3 separate regions of the Mus musculus genome follow, and all the other regions are linked to region 2. Evidence: chromatin contacts called from public HiChIP or PLAC-seq data. All regions are on one chromosome and are shown on one strand. Each heading gives the region's core, a stretch centred on a gene start, on an enhancer-like site or on the middle of the called end of the contact. The rest is flanking DNA. Distances are from core to core; before and after follow the strand shown.

Region 1 (3,047 bases), core at 180-2,679, 270 kb before region 2:
GGATCTTGTTACAGATGGTTGTGAGCCACCATGTGGTTGCTGGGATTTGAACTCTGGACCTTCAGAAGAGCAGTCGGGTGCTCTTACCCACTGAGCCATCTCACCAGCCCCTATCGGTACATCTTAAGGGGCATTTTCTCAGTTAAGATTCCCTCTTCCCAGGTATGCTTAGTCGAGGAGGAGGGAAACAAACCAATCCAACACAAACACCACGGAGCTCCCTGCTGTGACCCTGGCTGTCTTCAGTCTTTTTGACTTGTAGGACCTTTATATATGTTTTTCTTTTTTCTAGAAGGCTCTTCCTATTTCTTCCCTAAATTAGTCTCCCCCACCTCTAAATCCACACAACACCTTAAGTGTCATTTCTTTTAGGAATATTCTCCTGACCCTACCCTGCCCCGACATTCCTTGAATAGGACTTCATTGTGTTTTTTTAGAATCGATGCATCTCTTCCGGTCTGAGCTGTAAGCTCTTGGGAGCCGGGCCTTTGATTATGCACACCGATGTACCTGGCTCTTCTGTTAGGCGCCCTCAGAGTGAATGTGGAGCTAGTGAACTGGGCGCAGGAAAGTGTGGCTGATAACGGATGTTTGTGGTTTTATTTATCGCTCAAGCAGCCTGCTAGCTCAGAGCAATGAGCCAGACAGGAAAGTTGTGTCTCTAATAACATACACACATCTGTCCAGATAGGTGTGACCTTTTTCAGCTTGATGTAGTGAGATGGTTAGTGACCTTGATTGCGGCTTATGTCTGCCATGTCCGGTGCCAAGCTGTACAGACCCAGGTGGGCTTATTTCCAGTGTCTCCCCTTGAGGTTGTAGCTGATCATATTACTAGTTTTCATCCGGAGCCTTTGGGGGAACTGGACGGTTTTGTTTTTGTTTCTTGGTCAGGAATCACTTGGCAGTTCTAGAAGACACGGCAAGGAGCAGAGCGCACACAGTACACGGGGGTGGTGGTGGTGGTGGTGGTGGTGGTGGTGGTGGTGGTGGAAATCTGAGTTCTTTACTCCGTTGTCTTCATCTCCCCAAAACCCTCTGAAGGCGGCAGGAGATTTTCTTCATCGTGCAGTCACAGAGAATGAACTTGAGAGTGCTTAAGCGGCTCGCTCAAGGTTACTCCCATCGTCCGTGAAGAGGCGGGAGGCGGGATTCGCATCCAGGTTCTTCTGACTCCGAAGTGGCACGGGGGTGGGGCGGGAGGCTGGGCCGGGCTGGGGGCACCTGGAGTCAGCGGAGCCCAGGCAGGGAGCGCGCGCGAGGCCTCTCTGGCCCAGCTCGGAGCCCGGTGGTGCAGCGCCCGCCCCCGATCGCGGGCGCAGACTGGCGGCCGCCTCCGGACCACGTGGTGCGCGCGGCGGCTCGGGGCTCCCCGGGCTTGGGCGAGCACTGCGGGCGGTCGACCGGGCGGAGGAGGCGGGAGCGAGCGCTGCAGCCTGCGGCGTCGGGGCCGTGGCCTCCGTTTTCCGCGCGCCACTCGCTGGGTCCCTGCGCCCAGGGCGCACGGTGGAGACGGACACGGCGGCGCCATGGAGCTGGTGCCCTCTGCCCGTGCGGAGCTGCAGTCCTCGCCCCTCGTCAACCTCTCGGACGCCTTTCCCAGCGCCTTCCCCAGCGCGGGCGCCAATGCGTCGGGGTCGCCGGGAGCCCGTAGTGCCTCGTCCCTCGCCCTAGCCATCGCCATCACCGCGCTCTACTCGGCTGTGTGCGCAGTGGGGCTTCTGGGCAACGTGCTCGTCATGTTTGGCATCGTCCGGTGAGTCAGCCGAGGGCGTCGCGGGGTTTGGTCCCAGGGTCAGAGTGGACTCTACTCTTTGTAGACCAGGATACCCAACCCTGACTCCCCGGGTTCCTGAATGTCCTGCACAGAGGCCAGGTCCTCTGAGATTATGAGGACAAGGCGTGTGTGTGTGTGTGTGTGTGTGTGTGTGTGTGTGCTTGCACTAGCCTAACTACATAACACTTAATCATCCTTGACATCTCTTTGCTTCTGCATCATGGAGGTGGGACAGTTTGGCAACACTTTGTGTGTCTGCCGCGCACGCAGTTTGTGATTGGGCAGTTTGACGGTAGCGTGTGTGTTCGATCCTCTGAAACCTTGCAAGGGTGAGCTGAGGTGCTCTACAAAATACCTTAGGTCTTTGGAGCATACAACAGGGACAGACTGTCTGCTCCGGGCTGTGGGGACACGCCCCAAGTCACATTTAGTAGTCGGTCTTCTGTGGTTGCTGTGTGTGTGCTTGTCCCAAGCCATCAGTTTGTAATTCTGTATGAGACTGAGAGTGTATTTGCATTGTTTCTTGTCAAACCTCTAGGTCATAGGTGATGGAGGCACCCGGGATGACTTTGAACACCAGTCTTTGTGCTGCGTGTTCTCTGATGGAGAGCCCCGTAGTTCCTGTGAACTGGCCATGGGGTTCTCTCTTCCCTTCCCCAGTGGCCATGTGGTCAGGAACTCGGGATATGATTCAGGGCAGATTTATCCTCCTTGAGGCCTGGGCTACAGAATGAACTTAAGGCCAGCTAGAGAAGAGAGAGAGGGAGGGAGGGAGGGAGGGAGGGAGGGAGAGAGAGAGAGAGAGAGAGAGAGAGAGAGAGAGAGAGAGAGAGAGATTATTAGTAAGGGCTTTAGGGGCCACAGACTGTACGCTTAATTGATAGCTTCTGCAGCATGTGTGAATCCTTACATTAGTTTGTAGTGTTCAGTCCCCAGCACACTACACACTGGACATGGTGGTCCCACGGCTGTAATCCCAGTCCTGGGGGGTGTTGAAGCAGAAGGCTCAGAAGTTCAAAGTCATGCTTTGGTTACATAGAGAATTTGAGGCCAGACTAGGATAATGGGCTTGGGGTATAGCTAAATGGCAGGGTACTTGCCTCCAGACAGGCAAGGCTGAGAACTGCCTAAATTAACAAAGCAAAATGTCTCCAACCCATCTGTACCTGTGGGCGCACTGATGTAAGTGAAGCACCCCCTGCAGACCCCAGACCGAGGTAAGGGCTCATAGCAGGCTCCACAATATGCAATAAGCAAACGAGAGGTTTTG
Region 2 (2,903 bases), core at 112-2,611:
TTTTATCGAAGTCTTGTTCTCAGCAAGGAGAGTCTTTTAAGTGTCAATTATTCGAAATCTAGACAGCTTTGAGAACCTGCTGGTTCATTTGCCATTCATACTAAAGTGTATGTCTTCTCAAATGTCAATTACTACTGGTCTCATTGGACCAAACACAAAGTCGAAAAAAACAAAACAGGCAAGAAATAAACACAGCAAAAACCAAGGGTTCCCCTAACACCCAAGGTTTAGTGCTTCCGACGCCGTTCCGGTGCTTAATGCCTTTCAAGTCCTACCTAATAATTCTCAGCTCCCAAGCAAAAGATGCTCGTACAATCTCTAGGCATGACAACTCACCCGTTTTCCCCGAACCTGGTAGTCCCTGCTAGCCTTGCTTCGCCAAAGCAGATTAGAAATACAAGCCCAGATTGTACGGGGAAAGCTGTTAAGTAGGCAATTTGGAGATGTGTCTCCACTTGCACCAGCAGCCGACGCAGACCTGGCCAGGATGGCCCTTACCCACTCAAAAAATCCTACGACAGCAATCATTTTCCGGCAAGTTGGAGAGCCGAAACCACAACGTGGAAAACTCTGTAAGGACTCCCCAAGATAACGAGCTAGGACTTTAATTTACTCTCGGAAAGGGAGCGGTCAAGGCTTGAAGCGCGGCAAGCCAGTACTTTCGAAACTGTCACTGCACTACAAAAACTAGTGTCTCCCGCCCAAAGTGTGGCACGCGAAAAAGCCAGAGCTCCAGTCCTCAGAAACACACGCCGGGAAGCCTCTGGCCGGTCAGGCTGGGGAACGGGGAGAAGAGGGCCGGAACCCTCATCTGCTCCTGGCAGCCCCAGAGCGGGAAAGGGCCGCCTCGGACCCATAGTCCAGCGACGGAAACCCAGGCCTCCCCGGCGCCCGGAGCCCCAGTCTAACCCGGGCCTCCGTCCCCATTATCCCGCCACCACCCCCGCCCGCGCAGGCGCAGTGGGAGCCGGGCCTACCCGCGCCCCCGAGGCACCGCCGCCATGGCGGAGCGGAGGAGGCCGGCGGCGGCTTAGCGCCCAGCGAGCGCCGCGCTCGCGTCCCCGCGGCCTCCTAGCCACAGCCGCGGCCCTGTCAGCCCCCCGGCCGGCCCCTCCGCCGCCCTCCTCACCCGTTCTTCAGATCCACCTCCAGGATCTTCCCGTAGCCCTTAAAGAAGCGCTCCACATCGCGCTCCCGGGCCTGGTAGCTCAGGCGGCCGATGTACACCCGCGGCATTCCGGCGGCGGCAGCTGGCCCCGGCCCCCCTCAGGCGGCGGCCGGCGAAGGGAAAACGCGGCGGCGGCGGTAACGGGCGGGCGGCGGGACGGACGCAGCCGAAGCCCGGCGACGTACGCGAGCACGCAGCTCGAGAACGCGCGCCCCCGTCTCCCTACCCCCCCCCCCCCGGCGGAGGGGAACGGGAGGGAGCGCGCGCCCGCTTCCCGCCTGGTCAGGGGCGGGGGCGGGGCTTTACTGGAGGCGCGCCGGCGCGGGGCGGGACCTGGCCGAGTGAGCGACAGCTGCAGCACGTCCTCTCGCGAGCTCGCCGTGGCAGCGGCACTTCCCCCGGAAGTGCCTGCGCGGGTGCGCGCCGAGCGGGTGTTCCCGCCTTTGTCCTTTGCTCTGGTAGACTTTCTGTTTTGGGGTGGTTTTCGGTAAACGTCCCTGTGGGAAGTTAGTGGATCCATGACCTTGGGCCCATTTTCCTTTCTCTCGGATCTTTGAGTCTCTTTTATCTTCCTTGTACTTTCAGGGTTGTCTCTACAGTGTCGATACTAGGTATGTAAAAGTGTTCCAATAATTGGTTCGGTATTATTTTGCGGTGTTGTGGATCGAACTCAGGGCCATACGGATGTTAACAAGTGCCCTATCTCTGAGTTACATCTCAGATTTAATTTTTATTTTTTAAAGCACTGACTGCCAGAGGTCCTGAGTTCAATTGCCAGCAACCACATGGTGGCTCACAACCATCTGTAATGGGAATCGGATGCCCTCTTCTAGGGTGTCTGTCTAAAAACAGCTACACTGTACTCATACACATAAAATAAATCCTTAAACAAAAAAGTTCTGACTGTCCTAGAAATAGCCCTGTAGACCAGGCTGGCCTGAAACTTTGCCTGTCTGCCTATTGGCTGGGATTAAAAGCATGTGCCAAACTATGTCCGTTCAGTTTAGTGCCTTGTAGTTAGATTAAGCACGACAGAAAATTACTATTTTCTTTTTTTGTTTATTCATTTTGAGAAAGGGTTTTTCTGTATATCCCCGGCTGTCCCGGAACTCCCTCTGTGGACCAGGCTGGCTTCAAACCTGCCTGCTTCCCAAGTGCTAGAGTTAAAGGTGTACCCCATCTCTGCCAGCTCAGAAAAAATTTCTAACCTGCAAGATTATAATCTATAGATGTCCAGTGTATTGCCAAAATAACCAAATGTAATGAACTGTGCTGGGGCATGTGGGTGCTCAGTAATGAAAGGTTCCTTTTCAGCTTTGCCCAGGAATCACTGAGGGGTTTAGTCTCTTTACTGCATTTCCACTTTAACTGATGTGCTGGGTAAAGTTTTCTCTTCTGCATCTTCTGCTTTCCTTTCTAGAGGCAGTTTCTTAAGTATTCCTTTAGAAGTTAATTTACCATACAGCACTTGGCTTTTCTTTTTTAAGACAAGAACTTTCTATGTCTAATGGCCTTTGACTAACCTGTAAAAGCCTTTCTAAGAACTGTGATTGTCAATTGCAGGTGTGCATCACACCTGATTTTTTTTTTTTTTTTTTTTTTTTTTTTTGAGACAGGGTTTCTCTGTATAGCCCTGACTGTCCTGGAACTCACTCTGTAGACCAGGCTGGCCTCGAACTCAGAAATCCACCTGCCTCTGCCTCCCGAGTGCTGGGATTAAAGGCGTGCACCACCA
Region 3 (2,700 bases), core at 89-2,588, 320 kb before region 2:
GCCTTGAACTCATATCAGTCTTTCTAATGAATCCTCTCAAGTGTTAGGATTGCAAGTGAGAGATAGTTCATACAGGTTCTATATGTTCTTATTAAATGACTAGGGCAGAAATTACCATACTTGCCCAGCATTGTGGCAAATGCCTTTACACAGAATACTCAGGAGGCAGGTGGGTTGAATGAGTTTGAGGCCAGCCTGATCTCCTTAGTGACTTCCAGGATGACCAGGGCTACACAGTGAAGTTTTGTCTTAAAAAAAGAAGCCGGGTGTGGTGGTGCACGCCCTAATCCCAGCACTTGGGAGGCAGAAACCCTGTATGAAAAACAACAACAACAACAAAAAAAGGACGGGGGTGGGTGGGAATAAACATACTTACTGTTGTTTTCCATTTATTCCTTACTTCAACACTTTGAAGTTCACTTTTTAGGTCCCCCTGAATAGAACGTCCAGTTCTATTTGTTGGGTGTATTTTGTATACTCAACATGTGTGGGAGTCAGAAAACAGCTTGTGGTAGTTGGTTCTCTTCCACTGTCTGGGAGTGTAGCTCTGTTTATAAAGCACTTGCTCAGATTGCACAAAATTCTCCTAGCACTGCACAATGGAGTGGCCCATTACTTCTAATTCCAGCATTGGAAGGGTGGAGGTAGGAGGATTAGAAGTTCAGAGTTACCTCTGAGGCTGTTCTGGGCCACATGGCACTCTTGATTTAAAGGGAAAAAAAGAAATGGAGGAATGTGAGTGAAATTCTGCAGACTCAGCATCTTTGTTACTTTTGTTTGGTTGTTTAATGTGGGGTGGGGGAGGATGGGCAAAGAGGCCTAGATGTCCTTGCTGGAATGATGTAGAGGCTGATACAGATTTTGAAGTATTGCATTGAGTTCTCAGTAGTTCAAGGGACTGTGATGAAGGACTTTCACATAGCTCTTTTCTTTATTTACCTTTTATTTTGTGTTTGTGTAACTTGTTGGTTGTATGAGCCACAACGTGCATGATGTAGATCATAACAGTCTGCTGTAGTTCTCTGATACCATTGTGGTTCCCTGGGATCATAGTCAAGGCAGTAGACTTGATGACAAGCGCCTTTACTTGCTGACTCATTGTTGACCTGATTGGAATTAAGGCAAGCAGAGGTTGATCCCTTTCTGCTTTCTGTAACCACTACTGACCCTTACTTAAGTCTGCAAATGAGCCAAGAAGAAAAGCACTGATTGTGGCAGTTTAGATCGTTCCATTGCCAGAGGTTGACAGTAAAGTTGTTGCTGCCCCCTTCTGTACACAGTGATAAGCGCCAACAAAGGTAGTGCAAGTATCTGGGTAATACTTTGCACTGCTGAGTAAACAAGCCCCAGCAGACCTGACGTTAAGGATAATTAGAACATGAGGTCACCTGAAGTGCTTCAGAGCAGTGTATGTTAAAATGCTGACACTGGGCCAACAAGATGGCTTAGTGGGTAAAGGACTATGTTAGCCTGGCAACCTGAGGTCAATTCCTAGACCCCATGTTTTTGTTGTTTTTTTTTAATAGGCAGAACAAAAAACTTCTTGAAGATGGCTCAGCAGTTAAGAGCATGTACTGTTCTGCACTTAGCAGAGGACCTGAGGTTATGCTAGGAGGCTGACAAACTCCAGTAACTTCAGCTCAAGGAGATCAGTGCCTCTGAGGGCACCTGTACTCACTTGCATATACACACACATAATTAAAAATAAAATAAATGTTTCATTAAAAGTGGAGTGTGATAAAGGAAGCTACTTGATGTCAACCTCCAGCAGAGACAAGCACACCTGCAGCTCATTCAGCTGTACATGTGCATAAAACAGAAAATATGGAGGCGGGAACTACCTTTCAAATTTTCCCTGAGAGGCTGGAGAGGTGGCTCAGTGGTTAAGAGCACTGGTTGTTCTCCTGAGTTCAAACCCCAGCAACCACATGGTGGCTCACAACCATCTGTAATGGGATCTGATGGCCTCTTCTGGTGTGTTTGAAGACAATGACAGTGTACTCACATACATAAAAATAAATACTTTAAAAAAAAAGGCTAATCCAAATTTGAGTTGTTAGACATAGAGGAAACTGCTCTTTTCAACTTATTTGCACTTAGTCTGCTCTCTATAGCTGTGGTTTCTGTATCTGTCACTTCGGCTGGCTGGATTGGAAATATCTGGTAGTGTAACTCAGTAGTAGAGAACTTAGTTCATACAATGTCCTGAGGTAAGTCTCCTTCACGTATAGCCTTGTCATTGTTCCTAAACAGTATAGTATAGTAATTATTTACAGAGCATTTTCATTTGATAGTATGTGATTTAGGGGTGATTTAAAGTGTATCAGGTATGTTGCTTAGTGGTGAAATGTTGGCAGAACATTTTCAAAGTCTAATATCTTCAACACACAAGAAAATTTGTGTTGGTTGTGTGCAAACACTACCATTTTCTTTATTATTGCTGACTTTTATACTGTGCTATTTTCTGTAAGGTACTTGAGTATCTTGGATTTTTTTAGATGGTGGGAGAAATTCCTAGAACCCCCATGGACTTCAGATTGTAATTTTTATTTATTTTTGAGATAGGATCGCATATATCCCAGAACTTGTTATATGGGCAAGGGTGACCTTGAACTTATTATCAAGCTTCTGCTTTCTAGATTCTGGGATTACAGGCTTCTGCTACCATGTCTGATTTTCTGTGGTGTTGAACCCAGCACT

The links. HiChIP or PLAC-seq counts read pairs in DNA pulled down with a chosen protein or histone mark.
Region 1: a contact with region 2 is called in an H3K4me3 HiChIP or PLAC-seq map of bone marrow-derived macrophages, with 3 times the contacts expected there. The contact joins the promoter of Oprd1 here to the promoter of Srsf4 in region 2. A contact is called at or near these places in 2 of 39 promoter capture datasets (hippocampal neurons and stem cell-derived epiblast-like cells), 8 of 115 datasets of contacts at active chromatin or transcription factors (bone marrow-derived macrophages, embryonic limb bud, embryonic stem cells and 3 more) and 3 of 9 other capture datasets (adipose tissue, liver and pancreatic islet).
Region 3: a contact with region 2 is called in an H3K4me3 HiChIP or PLAC-seq map of bone marrow-derived macrophages, with 4 times the contacts expected there. The contact joins the enhancer-like site here to the promoter of Srsf4 in region 2. A contact is called at or near these places in 10 of 39 promoter capture datasets (the 3T3-L1 cell line, the C10 cell line, the HPC-7 cell line and 8 more), 8 of 484 Hi-C or Micro-C datasets (CD4 T cells, CD8 T cells, the G1E-ER4 cell line and 3 more), 13 of 115 datasets of contacts at active chromatin or transcription factors (the SCID.adh cell line, astrocytes, bone marrow-derived macrophages and 7 more) and 4 of 9 other capture datasets (adipose tissue, embryonic stem cells, liver and 1 more).

Annotation. Positions count from the first base shown.
Region 1 is chr4:132,142,868-132,145,914 of GRCm38.p6, reverse strand. Oprd1 (opioid receptor, delta 1) reads left to right here and starts at 1,429. Exons shown (of 3, transcript NM_013622.3): 1 at 1,429-1,756. The coding sequence starts at 1,530.
Region 2 is chr4:131,872,097-131,874,999 of GRCm38.p6, reverse strand. Srsf4 (serine and arginine-rich splicing factor 4) reads right to left here and starts at 1,361. Exons shown (of 6, transcript NM_020587.2): 1 at 1,130-1,361. The coding sequence starts at 1,236.
Region 3 is chr4:132,197,024-132,199,723 of GRCm38.p6, reverse strand. The region is part of intron 4 of Ythdf2 (YTH N6-methyladenosine RNA binding protein 2); the gene reads left to right. Among named protein-coding and RNA genes, the nearest start is that of Ythdf2, 14 kb to the left of the region's middle. Within about 2 kb of position 1,338, at least 101 of the 459 cell types and tissues checked have an H3K27ac peak or open chromatin away from gene starts, as enhancers often do. A contact at or near this core is called in CD8 T cells, the G1E-ER4 cell line, adipose tissue and 3 more, where this site is marked.